Linked DNA regions of Zea mays: region 1 is linked to region 2. Evidence: chromatin contacts called from public Hi-C data. All regions are on one chromosome and are shown on one strand. Each heading gives the region's core, a stretch centred on a gene start, on an enhancer-like site or on the middle of the called end of the contact. The rest is flanking DNA. Distances are from core to core; before and after follow the strand shown.

The links. A called contact is a pair of places that touch in the nucleus more often than the background predicts.
Region 1: a Hi-C map of tassel shows a contact between it and region 2, with 2.4 times the contacts expected there. The contact joins the promoter of LOC100381913 here to the promoter of LOC103646136 in region 2. A contact is called at or near these places in 3 of 25 Hi-C or Micro-C datasets (ear, leaf and tassel).

What each region holds. Positions count from the first base shown.
Region 1 is chr2:23,544,199-23,546,898 of Zm-B73-REFERENCE-NAM-5.0, forward strand. LOC100381913 (required to maintain repression 2) reads left to right here and starts at 1,412. Exons shown (of 4, transcript NM_001174690.1): 1 at 1,412-2,145; 2 at 2,531-2,700. The coding sequence starts at 1,447.
Region 2 is chr2:23,349,357-23,352,056 of Zm-B73-REFERENCE-NAM-5.0, forward strand. LOC103646136 (B-box zinc finger protein 20) reads right to left here and starts at 1,261. Exons shown (of 3, transcript XM_008670855.4): 1 at 1-1,261.

The DNA.
Region 1 (2,700 bases), core at 162-2,661, 190 kb after region 2:
AAGAGGTTAAATAATTAAAGTGCAAATAATATTATTAATTGAGTAGTTACGTCATTAAATATCTAATTAAGGAGATGTAGGGTAAGTTTGAATGCACTAGAGATAATAGTTAGTGGCTAAAATTGTTGATACATCCAAACACTCTAACTATTTTTGGTAAATTAGTTAATAGTTAGGTAGCTATTTATTAGCTATCTAATTCTATTAATAATTTTTAGTCAACTAATTATTAGTTCCAGTGCATTCAAACACCACCGTAGTATGAGAGCCCTTGTTGGGATGCCAGACCCGTTTCTCTCCGTCAAGTAGTTGACAAGGACCAACAGGCTTGTTTGGATCACATGGATTCTCAAAATTTAGGGTATGTTTGATCGATTAAAGTTTAATGTGTCACCTCGAGTCTTTGAATATTAAGTATTAAATACTCCAACTGTCTTAATTTATAATTCATTTTACTGGTTCATTTTATTCATTTTTTGCGAAAAAATGAAAAATTCTAAGTCATACTTCAAGTATATTATATGTTATATGATATCATAGTAAAAATTAACAATAATTATATTTTTTTAAAAGAAGAGTCAGCCAAATATGATGTAAAAAGTCAAATGAGTTATAAATTGGAATAGAGAGAGTACATGCTTAATTAAACTTAATAAATTTGTCTCATCGTTTTGTATTTATGACTATATTTAATACTCTCAATTGTCATTTAAGCATTCTATGTGACTTAGAATATACTTTAGTTTGGTAGAACTAAACCTCCTTAGATACTACATAAAATCCAATACAAGTCTGTTTATAAGCCTAAGAAAAGATACCGAATGAAATTATATGCACAAAATACAATGCAAAATACACAAGTTGTTTGGTTAACATTGAGATTCTATAATAAATGAGACCTGTACCAAACATGGCCGTAGTATCATTGCACCACTATTTTCCTAGAAAATAAATGACATCCATAGCAGATAGCACCGATGTTCGCCACAAAATAGACAAAACCATGTGATTTGCCAAGATCTGAGGATGAAGTCACTTGTAATGGCTGTTTAGGAGTGAATTAACTTAAGGAGTAGTTTGGAAACTCCATTTTACCAAGAATTTTCTATGTTTTTAAGAAAAAACGAATTAATTTATCTTTGAAAGATGAAAATCATTTGAAAAAATAGGGTTTCCAAACTAGGGCTAAAGAGAGAGAAAATATCAAACTTTAGGAGGAAACTGTGAATAGGCGTACTGCTACTGCAGAGACGAAACTACCATGGGCCACAGTATCATAGTCGTTCGGCCCGTCTTGGGAACCACAGTGTATCGGTCATACGGCCGAAAAATGGGAGAGCCCACAGGAGTTACGAAACCCATTCTATAAAGCCAGCCGCTCCCATTTCACCGCCGAGCAGCTTCGAGCCCACTAAAAGCCTTTGGCACCCCAAGACCGCCGGTACCATGCCGGTCCTCCGCTCCCCGTTCGCCGGGGGCGACCTCCCCGCCGGCGACGCCGACCCGGACTACCTCTATTTCCTCGAACACATCCGCATCGACGGTGACTCCTACACCCTCGAGCTCCCCTCCCACGGCGACTCCCCGCCATCACTCATCAAGTACGAGACCCCGTTCGCCAGCCCCTCCGACGGCGAGTGCGTCTCCGATCCCTCCCAGGGCCGCCTCAGCGGCAACCGCAGCGCGCAAGACGAGAGGGAACCGGTGGAGTCGGCGTCATTGGAGACGGGACCCGCGTGGTACGATTGTCTCCATGACGTCGACGAGGACTACCGCCTCTTCCTGCAGCACACGCGCGTTGTGGACGGCCAATTGGTTCTGGAGATCGGGGGCGTCGTCGTCAACTACGATAACCCGGTTGCTGTGGAATCTCCGGGGGAGAAGGATACGCAGCGGGGGGAAGAGGCGGTTTTTGCTTCGCCGGGGGAAGGGATCAGTGTTGCAGCGGGGAGCGATCAGGTCGCCTCCGGTGCTCCAGCGACGGCTGTTTCGGAGCAGAACGCGTCCGATTGGCGTGCGGATCCATCACCACGGCGTGAGGTGAACGATGGCGGAGATGAGGGGCTGTCGGATGCAAGCGCGCTGAAGGGCGCGTATTGGGAGGCGAGCTCAAGCGATGGCCGTCGTGCACCCCCTACTAATTCGGTGAGAAATTCTGATACTCACAACTGCGTGTCACTGTCAGTTTGGCACTAGCTCATGCTGTCCTTCGGGATAAGGAATAACAGTATACAGTACCTATTAGCTCTCAGTCCCTAAAGTATTTTCATTTCTGTACATCCGTGCTTGGCAGCTTGGGCCAGGAGCTGTATCAGATAAGAATAAAAATTAAAAATATGCCAGTAGCCCAGTACGTTTCTTTTACATAAGGTGTGCCTTTCTCAACTTTCTTTCAGAACGTGGATCGAAATGTCCCATTGAAGTTACTTGAAGAAATATATATTTTAATTTCTGTATTCTTCTAAAACAGATGATGTTTGACATAATTGCTGCATTTGATTTGCTCTTCCTTCCTGTTCATCTTATATAGGGGGGAAAGGTAGAAAAGGAACTAGGTATTATATGGCCTACACATATCACAAGAAGGCCAGATTCAGATTTCAAGCGAAGGTTGATCAAGGCCCTTACAAAACCAGTTGCTCGGAAGGAATACTATAGATTGTTTGACACGGTTACTATCCGTACTCCGTTAATGAAGCT
Region 2 (2,700 bases), core at 11-2,510:
GGAAAAATGGAGTTCCTAACTACATTTTTCCGAGGAATTCTTATTTTTTTTAGGAAAAATAAACTAATTTCCCTTAGAAAAATAAAAACCCCTCAAAAAAATATAGTTTTCAAACTAGCTCTAAAAGACGCAAAAAAATACCGGCAAAGACAAGAACAAGTTCAAGGGACAAAAAAAGACAAATTACACAAACTGCTCTAACCATAACACAATGGAAGGAAAATGCCTCTTCGCGCGAAGTATAACCAAGCCGAAGCCTCTTTAGTACGTTCACTCGTTATATAAAATTTTGGAGGAAAAAATGGAATTTTGTTTCTAGGATTTTTCGGACATAAGGCTACCGCACCACGTTACCTGACAATTTGGTTGACGAATACTGAAGCCCGCTGCTGCTGGGCAACGATTGGCCATTCGTGGGCGTTTGCTGATGGCAGCGGATGGGCCGCCATAATTCATCAGACATGGCCGCATGGGAGCGCTCAGGTCATCAGGCTATCCGCACTCATAGAACCCTAAATTTCTACTCTAAAAGGAATATTTCATCCTGGTCAGCGAGATTCTCTACCCTATCCCATAATACTCCGCGGTCATATTTACTCTAAATATCTACCCTATACCATATACCATATATTCTATTATTTATTTTCACCTCTTTCCTTTCCACACCCAACTAGCAGCCAATAGAAAGAGGAGGGAGATTATTCAGTCCACCGCAGAAGGTGCGCTAGCTGTGAAGTTCCTGAGAGCCGTAAAAATTTACAGTTCCTGTTGCAGTCCGCCGCTGCATCGTTTGTGAGAGCTGTAAAAATTTACAGTTCCTGTTTGCAGTCGCGACTGCGGATAGCCTCAGGGTGACAAAGTCGCAATAAGGACACTCCTAAAACTACAAGGCTACAACTTGCTTGATGCCGTGCTTTCCAGATTGCTCATCTTCCTCCTTGTCGCGGTAGCTAGCGTTGCCTTCTCTCTCATCTGTCTATCTCAGCAACTGCGAACTTCACCTCTCCTTTGTATCATTAGTAAGAAGCAGCAGCAGTGTACAACCATCCCCTAAACGAAAAAGAACAAACTGTGGGTTTCTAAATCGCAAGCGGTGCTGGGAAATCTCGGCGCTACGTACAACAACAACAAGAAGAAGAAACAGCACAGCACAAAGTGCAGATCTTTTTTCCCCCTAGGAGTCTAGGACAAACATTGGACCACTGCTAGATCATGGGCAGTTTACTGATAAAGTACGCATACGGTTCTAGACCATACCATGGTCCCCCATGGTTGGCTTATATATATAATCAGGCGCAACTGGATTGGTTCACCAAAAATACCTTTCGATTGAGGTCACGGGTGACCTCATTACGGATCCTCCTTTAATAATAACCCATGTTGCCCCCAAGCTCGGATACGCCAGGGTCTGGGACCTGAATCCACCGATGGCATGGAGGATCCGTTAGCTAGTTAGTAGGACATAACAAATCGCTTGTGGGAGGTGCCTGGGTGGTTAGGTGTAAGTGTAAGTCACTGTCAATCTGCTGCTTGCTTTGCTTTGCTTTGCTTTGCTTTGCTTACACAACACACAACAAACATACTGCGGTCTTCAGTGTATCTGTTCTGTTCACAGCTTCTTCTTTTTTCCGTAGCTAGTACAAATGCTACTGCAGAGTACAGTGTAGTAGGTCAGACGCCTGCTAATGCCCTCGTCTTTTTTCGTGGCTGAAAAGTGCATTTTTGGCCGGGCTTGCTTTCTCAGATGTGGATCGGAACCTGTCCTAGAGCAAGTAGCAGCCTCGGCCTGAGCACATGTCATGTCTAGTCACAATCCGAAGTGCTGTGCTGTGCAAGGTTTACCCTTGAACCTACTGACGAAACAGAGCCCCGCCGCAGTCTGGAGTGGAGATACTGCGGCGATCCCGTTGGGCATGTTCGGTTATACCAATCTAGAGGAGGATTAGAGAGGATTAAAATCTCCTCCTAGTTAAAAATGACTAGACGAGAATTTAAACCTCTTCAATCCCCTCTAGATTGCTGTAACCGAACAAGCTCTCACGCGGCCGACTGATCCATCCGCACAAGGCCAGCACCGGACCGGTGCGCGTTCAGCGTTCTATTGTCTGGCTGGTATTGTTGGGTGTGTCCTCTACAGCTGGTCATCAGTGACCGGATTGGGCTAAACCTAACTATCTATCTCTTTAAATGGGCCCTTGATTGGGAGGGCCCACGCTAACCTCGGTTGGAGCCCCCAGGCACACGACGCTATAAATATAGGACTAAGGGGTCGCAGGAAAGACTAACGCTAGTACCTCGCCCCAAAACCCTAGTCCTCAGAGGCCCCATCGCCTAGGCGTCGGAGTGTTTGGAAACGCGACAACCTACAGCGGCTCGGATCCCGATGCCTGCTGCTTCTCTGCAGGGCGACGGTATGAAGATAGCAACAACAATAAAGGTGTGTTTCCCCGTTCCTCTCAGTAGATAGTAGATCAGATCTACACGTCATCAAGATTTTACTTTGAGTTACAGACGGATTGGTATTCTAGGGACTTAGGAATCGATCCTAAGCACCAGTAATTCTAACAGGTATAAGTTGAAGAAGGCATCATGGTCAGCCAGATGATCCACTCAGAAAGGACGATCGGTGCCTTTTCAGCGTGACCGCCATCACATTAACGCAGCTGTAGTCTGTAGAAGCGAAGCTTTTTGGGACGTGCC